2 separate regions of the Oryzias latipes genome follow, and region 2 is linked to region 1. A link is a contact called in public Hi-C data. All regions are on one chromosome and are shown on one strand. Each heading gives the region's core, a stretch centred on a gene start, on an enhancer-like site or on the middle of the called end of the contact. The rest is flanking DNA. Distances are from core to core; before and after follow the strand shown. Region 1 holds the start of pygb (glycogen phosphorylase, brain form). Region 2 holds the start of LOC111948736 (zinc finger protein 135-like).

Region 1 (4,211 bases), core at 780-3,279:
CACTCTGAGGCTTTCTGTTATCAGCTGACAGCAGCAAATGAGTTACAGCCTCAGGGCTTTTTATTGGTTGTAGGTCTTCATTGTTTTTCAGACATGTTAAACATCTTTATAGTAAAGAGAGCTATTATAAATATTTTTACCATAATCCAACCAATTCCTGTGGTTGGAATAAACAGCTCCATCATTTTCATAAAGGTGAAATCTTTCCTGTGTGCAAACACAATCTACCTGGTGCTCTATAAAACCTCATGATCAACATTCATAAATTATTTTTACGTCATATTTTGTGTTTTAAACCTACAGCTTGAACTTATTTGCATGCGTTTGTGTAAAAAGCAGCACATAAACATGTCTGTAACTGTGTACAGAGGAAGAAAGGCTTCATGTTTGCTAAGGTTTACTCCTCTTTTTAGTCTATTTGACTACATGTAAAAATTAAACTGGGTAAAGGAAGTTGTTTATAGGTAAGAGATGGAAAAGGCCAAACGCACATTTGTTACTTTTCGACCATGAGAGTCATCCGCTTCTTTTTTTTTGCTTCAAGCCATTCAATCTACAATTTTTTTATTCTTTCTCTCTGGTTAATTATTTCAATAAGGGCTTTGTAATTGATATCTATCTTTCTTTATGTCTGTCTTTCTTCCTGCACAATAGTTTTAGTGATGTGTAACTGACATTGTCAGAATTGTGTGTGGATGGACTTGGAACAGGCGTTATGTGGAAAGATCAACCTGTCAGATCAACCGTTTACTAGCCAAACAGTTAAAAAACAGGACTGCTTCCAAAGTAGTAATATAAATGCCACTTTAACAGCCTGGTAGGAATTTCTCAAAGTGTCAAACTCTTTACTTTTACTGTGCAAAATGAGACCCATCTGGAATAACCCAGACATCCTTTTGAACAAAAAAATGTTACACTTCCCAGCTTGGCAAGCAGGGGGCGTTACACTACTAGAGCACTTCATTATTGATAGAAGATTCATAACACTCCAGGAACTACAAGAAAAACATGGAATAAATAACTTCTTGGAATACCAACAAATTAAAGTCCCATTATCTGTCACACACCTAGGTGTGTGACATTTGTCCTCTGCATTTGACCCATCCCCTGGGGGAGCAATGAGCTACAGACACAGCTGCGCTTGGGAACCATTTGGTGGCTTCTTCATCCTCTGCACTCCCTCCCCCTTCATCCTATCCATCAACCTGGACTATGGTCTTTATTGTCCTCTGGGTCTTTATTGTGGACATAAAGCTGATATCCCTCATGTATAAAACTGTAAATGTGTGAAACTGTGTAAAAATGTGTTTTAAGAAATATATTCCTTATATGTACTAAAAAAACAACAACAAAAAACTCCCCTCCGTGAACCGCCACCTTGGTGGAGGGGTTTGCGTGCTCCAGTGATCCTAGGAGCTAAGCTGTCTGGAGATGACACCCTTGTTAGGGTCTCCCATGGCAGACAGGTCCTATAGTAACGAGTCAGACTAAGAGCGGTTCAGAACATCTTTAAAGAACGAGGTCCCGGATACTTCTTTCTATGTTTCTGATCAGGTCCTCAGCACAACAAGCATCTGCAACGAGGGAGTTTCGGTCCAGCTGTTGCACGGGCTGGGACAGGCTTCTACCAACAACTCGTCCAATGAAGTCTTCCGAGTGACAGACCCCTTCATGGTCCACTTCTCTGCAGAGGGAGCCGTGGCGTGGAAGCCAACAGAATCTGGTCCTGTGTCATGTCCTCCAAGGACTGACCCACAATGCCTTTTTTAAGAGCCACTCCCAAACCCTTCAAGAGCTTGATGACCTCTTTTTCAGAGTTTAGAGTCACAACATTTAATATCACATTAGTGTAGCAGTTGATGAGGTAAGTGATTGAAAAATGCTAAATAGAACAACTTATTCTGGAAATGGCTCATCTGTTTCAACTCAGAGTTGTAGAGCAAGTCACACATACCTGTGGGTTCAGGAGCAGAAGATGGAGCAGCCTGAGCAGGAGAAGCAATAGGTGGTAATGCACCTCAACGCTGTGTGCCATCCGCCATAAAACAAAATATTGTAGTTTTTGTTGTTCAAAACCATGGGGGAGAGTGCAATTTTTATTTTTATAAGACCACTGGGTGGCACTAAGACACTGTTTGAGTTTGAAGACAGACCGAGGCATTCATTCATTCATCTTCTAAACCCGTTTTGTCCCGTTCGGGGGCACGGTACTTGTGGGCGAAGGCAGGGGACATCCTGGAAAGCTGGCCAGTCTGTCGCAGGTGCCAGACCGAGACAGTTCTTTCTATTCCCCTTTGTGCACGACCAAAAAAAAAATCAAAGTGAGACCTCCTGTTTATCATTCCAGTTCTTTGTGAAACTTTTTATTGGTCGATCCCTCCGTGAAAATTTGAACCTCTCGTTCCGTGTAGGCCACGCATTCTTTTCTCCAAGTTATGCGGAGGGCGGGGCGCCGGGGTCCCCTCGCTTCACCTGTCGGGTGCGCTCTACTGCAGCCTCCTTCGTGTCTTACCCCCTCCAATTGGAAGTGCCAATATGGCGGCGCCGGTGACAGACCACGAGAGGCGGAAGCAGATCAGCGTGCGCGGGATCGCGGGGCTCGCGGACGTGACGGAGATCAAACGGACTTTTAATCGACACCTGCACTTCACGCTCGTGAAGGACCGGAATGTGGCCACGCCCCGCGACTACTACTTTGCCCTGGCCCACACGGTCCGGGACCACGTGGTGGGCCGATGGATACGAACCCAGCAGAACTACTACGAAAAGGACCCGAAGGTACATTCGGCTGGTCCCGGAAGTTTTCGTGAGCTTGAACGCTGAAGGTCCAAGTCATATGGGCGTTTACATCGAGATTACACACATGATGAAGAAAAAATGTTAACTACAAAAAAAAAAAAAAAAATCAGAAGTTCGCTATTGTCAAACGTTGTTTTGTTTTTCAACCCCAGTAGTTCTGTCGGTCTGACAATAAATCAAGTTCAGGATCAGGATTGATGGATCTGCTGAAACAGCAGCCGGTGTGCAGTAGCTTCTCTGCTGTTGCCATGGCAACTGATGCTGTTCTAGAGGAGGTCCTAACTTAGAATGAAGCATTTTTCCTTAGAGACCTACTCCAGGAAAATCATGTTTTTGGTGTGTTTCGCATTTATGAGAGGATGGAGGACATAGATACAGATTCCATTTAAAATTTCATTTATGAGTAGTTCTTTATTCAAATAGCTGTGAATCAGGAGCAGAAGAAAAATGCAGGTTGACGGTCTGCTGTTGTCTACAGAGGGTCTACTACTTGTCCCTGGAGTTTTACATGGGGCGAGCTCTGCAGAACACTATGATCAATCTGGGCCTGCAGAACGCCTGCGATGAAGCCATTTACCAGGTACCAACTCGCCTGTGCACCTGTATTTGCATATGTATATATGTGTGTGCACTTGTTATTCATCTCTGTTGATCTTTGTCTTTTGGATCCATTCTTGGGCTCCTCTGTTTTTATAACAACCGTCCCCTGCGCGTGTGTGTGGGCGCAGCTGGGTTTGGACCTTGAAGAGTTGGAAGAGATTGAAGAGGATGCTGGTCTGGGAAATGGTGGACTTGGCCGCCTGGCAGGTGAGTCTTTACCTGCTAAGAACCAGATCAGAAACCTGCTCAAAGCTAAGGAAAACTAAATCTATAAGCAAAGCTGTTCAGTTCAGTAAAAGTAAATTCTTTTACAGAATTTTAATTCAAGTTTATGTCACATTTTGTATTGGCTCCGCCTCTTTCTGCATGCTGCAGCTTGTTTCCTGGACTCCATGGCGACTCTCGGTTTGGCTGCGTACGGATACGGGATTCGCTACGAGTTTGGGATCTTCAATCAGAAAATCTGCAATGGATGGCAGGTAGGCCGGCCCACATGATTGATGTGTTGTTGTGCTGTTGAGCTGCTACAGTGGTCCGCCCTTTAGGTAGAAGAGGCAGATGATTGGCTGCGATATGGAAACCCCTGGGAGAAGGCGAGGCCCGAGTACATGCTGCCGGTTCACTTCTATGGTCGAGTGCAGGCGACGGAGAGCGGGATGCAGTGGACTGACACGCAGGTATGGGGTGAGGCAGGGGAACGCACCTGATCCAGGTGAGCAGAGCAAGAATGGCAGGAAATCATGCAGACACACCGGATCTTGAGAAAGCAGCCCTGAGATAATAGATGGTTCTTCAGAATTATATGTTTTTTC
Region 2 (4,211 bases), core at 860-3,359, 400 kb before region 1:
TATGAACATTATATACAATTAAAAGCTCAAAAAAGTTGATTTTGCATGATATAGACCCTTTTTTTACTCCCATTATTTTGAGTCATGGTGGTCTAAGTCACTCAAAAATCTATTGCGAGCCATTTATGGGCCGCCATTTGAAAAGCTCCACCCCACAAGAAAGACTGACCTGACCACCAGCTGATCACATGTAGGGAACCTTTAATAATCAGTCTACTCACAGTAACACAAGTGCCAAGCTTCCCAAAGGTAGAACCGGATAGTTTTTACTGAACCAATCTCTGCAAGCAGAACAGCTTTTGAGATCAGGAAACCTCCACAGACGCTGGAGGCGGAGCGTTTGGCACCACTGAATGACAGGCTGGGGTTCTGATGGGCGGCGTTTCTTATCTTGGAAAAACATATCAGATCCTCAGGTTAAACCCTCCCACAGAGGAGACCTGTGTACGTACCGGCTGCCTTTAAAGCTCATCCCACAGTGGGGGCAGGTGTAGCGGGCCTCTTGGTGGGCGGGCTCTAAAGCTCGCTTGGCGGCAGGGGGTGTCCCACCCTTGCCAGTGTGCGTCTGCTGGTGGCGGTACAGGCTGGAGGCGTGGCTGTAGCTCTTCCCACAGAAGCTACAGCGGAACTGCCGCTCCACTGGCTCGTAGTCCGCCTGGTCCGAGTCTGCCCCGCCATCCAGGTGGCTGCTCCCCGCCTCCAGCAGAACCTCGTGTTCTACCTGCGCACTCTCATCATCCTCGTCAGAGTCTGTCTTTATCTCTACGCTCTGCTCCGTCACCTCACAGGGGTACACCTCCTCGTACGGCGCAAAGAAGGCCTCGTCCGTCTCGATCTTCAGCTGCTCGGCCGTCAGGTCTCCTGGATCGTCTGAGTCCTTCTTCACGCAAGAGATGGTGAACTTGGAGCCCACCTCCGCCCACTTCACCACGTACTCAATGGGCTGCGTGTCCAGCTCCACTGTGATGAAGTCTGCGCCCAGAGCATCTGACTCCGAAACCGCCAGCTCCACCTCAGAGTCCTCCATCCTGCACGGGCCAAGGGGCTGAAGAGCTGCAACCTGCGGGAAAGCACATTGGTCATTGATCAATGATCAGACAGGTTCGGACGGTCCAACAGGACCAACGCAGAACCGGAAACAGGCGAACTAGGTCAGAAACCTGAACACTAAAGTTGGACCAACAAAACCAGACAGCTGCTTCTATCCTGTTGCTTGAGTCTGGACAAGACTCTAATTCTCCAGAACCTTCACCTGGGAGATCAGTAGGCACACATCCCGCCGGCTCACTAGGCTCTGCAACTAAGGATGAAGGATGTTTTGTCTCATCAGAACTGTGGTCTGCATGGGACTCAGACAGAGCCATCCGAAGAAACAGGAAGCAATACAGAGAACATCAACATGTGTCGATGCCTCTGGAAAGAAATATTAGTTTGGGTCGACCGTAACCATAAAGAATACTGGAAAGGCCAGCAGAAAGATTTCCAACAGCGTACTGTAGAGGAAACAATGGAATCAAGTTACAGCAGGACACTGAAGCACAGCTGACGGATCCCCCAACAGAACTTTACCATGGACCGGTTCTATTATAGATCACAGGAGCGGCAGAGACCAGAACCAATGCAGAATAGGAGGTTCCTCACAGCTGGCAGTTATTCACTGTGGTCAGTGACGTCACCGAAATGGACTGATCGCCTTGTAGCGTCACGTGACATCCGTCTGTAAAAACACGCACCGAACCCCTTTATCGCAATGATTCACAAGCCCGACTGGTGCCTCAGCCGCGCGGGTTCACTACCGAATCGGTGAGGTAAACCGCCTATCCTCGGTAACCGCGCAGCCGCAGAAGGAGCCGCCGGGACATCCATCATCCCGAGCCCCTCACCCCAGTGTGCAGCTCGCGCGCTCGGCATCTATCTGCCGGCCGAAACCCTCGCGGGGTTTTTTTGCGCAAAGACGGACCGAACCTGCGGCTGGGCGGCGTCCAGCGTACGGCGGGGCGCGCGACAGGAAAATGGAGGTTCCTGCTGCGGAGTTCCGGCTGTCAGCGGAGAGGAAGCAACGATAGCTGCCAAAATAAAAGAGTGGGCCGCCGAACCGTAGCCCGGTTCGGTCACTTACCGAGACACAGGCGCGGCGGAACCACCGCGGACGTCACAATGCTCAGGAAGCTGAGGACGTGGACACAAAGCATTGTGGGAAAGGATTAAATGGTCGCGAACACCGGAAAGACGGAAGATTGCCTTTCACAATACGATCACGCAATTTTAAACTGAAACTAGAAAATAAAAGCACGAAAAAATGGGAAAAATACAACAGACCTGAAAATGCACCAAAAAAATTGTTTCAAGCTACAAATAGAATTTAACATTTCTACAAACAGAGAAAAAATTAGTAAAATAGAAGTGCACACTTCCCAAAACACCAGAGGACGTTCAATGAAGCTCACAGTGACCTTAACAAACAAAAATGCAGTCAAATTGGAAAAACAAATACATTTAAAAAATAGTTTAAATGGAAAGTTACACATTTCCCTTGATAAAGGAATTTTATTTTTGCCTGATGCAGCAATCTCCCGTTCACCTACGTGAACCGGCCAGGCGAGTTTCACGTTACACCTGAGGGGGGGTTTCTGTGGTGATGCCGGTTGATCAGTGAACCAGAAACCTTTGAACGGATTCGTGTTTTTCCCGGGAATCTCTCATTCTGTGTCGGTGTGGTGGATCAGCTGCGGTCAAGTTCTGTCACCGGACCCATAAAGACCAGAACTGTGATTTCTTTAAATCCACATGATTATGTTAAATAGCCACCATCAGAGCAGAGACAGTGCCGCTGCAGTTTAGTCTTCTGACGAAACTCATCAATTATAAAGGAGCTGTGCCTTGGTTGTGATCTGATTGATATGACGTGCAGCAGCAAAAATCACCTGAACTTCCTGTTTGATCTGCTCACTCAGGGCCAGTCGGAGTCAACTCCGGCCCGAACACAATGAGCTGAGGAGGAGGGTAAGTGATGGAGGACGGTCAGGAGGAGAGAAGGGAAATCAGTGGACCTGTGGAAGGGAGGGGCAGCGGTAGGTATCCGGGTCTCTGTGTCGCAGTCCGCCTCTTGAGTCCTCGGTTGGTTCCAAGCCTTTGCCGGTGCCGAACGCTCACTTCCGCCCCGTAGACACTGGTTCCAGTTTCGAGCAATTACACTTAGAATGCGCCTGCGCACTAAGCCGCCCGCGTTCCCTTCCAGTGCCACAGTCCCCGCTGTTCGTAGACACCAACAATTCAGCCTGAAACGGTTTGGTTTGGTTCGGTACCGTCTGATGTCGTGGGTCGGTACCGCTGTTAAATCTCAACTGAAGCTGGAGGGCGACGACACTGCTGCGGAGCGGAGCGGCAAGACGCTGCTGCGGCACAGACGCTGCAGCTGCGTGGCCCGCCTCCTCTCCTTACTGCTGATTGGCTAATGGACGGCGCAGCCCGCCCCTCATTGGTCAGCTCATGAAGTTGAAAGTCAAAAATTATTGCTCGCTGTCGTAAAGATTCAGAAGATGTCGCTACTGACGTTTCGTAGGTTTTGAAACATTTTAAAACTGCAGTTTAAATAAGTTTTGCAAAACAATAATAATGAAAAATAAAACCATTTACAAAAATGTAAACTTTTTTATAAACTTTATTGACAAATTGACAGAGCATAACACAATACACGACACTCATACCTAGTGTAAATTAATTTGAATAAAATACCAACTGATTATTAAACTTGCAAAGAGGTTAAAATACTTTTTTCAAAAATACTTAATAAATAAGTAAAAACAAATGTTTAAAAAACTTTTTCTAAATTATTTCACTATAAATATGTATTATTTAATAATTATTATTATTATTACTATTATTATCATTATAACGTTTGCTCGTTAAAAAGAAGCTGTTACATTGAAAATGAATTGAATTGTTAAAGTTATAGTCCCATTAGCAAAGTCTCTGAGCTTCCTTTTGAGCTCGCAGTTTTCCAGTTGCAGATGTTCTCGTCCACAAACCATGTCCAGGTTCTCCTGTTTGGTGGAGAGGTGTTCAACTTGGGAGTCAAGAATTTCCTGGCTCTGCTCCTGGATTTTTCTACTCTGGAGTTGAAACTGAAAAAGCAGCTCCTGGTTTGCTTTTCGAAGGCTGGTGTTTTCGGATTGGGAAACCTGCAGTTTTTCTTTCAGTTGGACATAATT

Evidence for each region. A called contact is a pair of places that touch in the nucleus more often than the background predicts.
Region 2: a contact with region 1 is called in a Hi-C map of embryo, with 11 times the contacts expected there. The contact joins the promoter of LOC111948736 here to the promoter of pygb in region 1. A contact is called at or near these places in 3 of 5 Hi-C or Micro-C datasets (embryo and gastrula embryo).

What each region holds. Positions count from the first base shown.
Region 1 is chr15:12,549,770-12,553,980 of ASM223467v1, reverse strand. pygb (glycogen phosphorylase, brain form) reads left to right here and starts at 2,029. Exons shown (of 20, transcript XM_011484217.3): 1 at 2,029-2,778; 2 at 3,278-3,379; 3 at 3,528-3,606; 4 at 3,775-3,878; 5 at 3,945-4,076. The coding sequence starts at 2,536.
Region 2 is chr15:12,954,299-12,958,509 of ASM223467v1, reverse strand. It overlaps LOC111948736 (zinc finger protein 135-like), which reads right to left and starts at 2,109. Exons shown (of 3, transcript XM_023963075.1): 1 at 1,966-2,109; 2 at 453-1,060. The coding sequence starts at 1,027.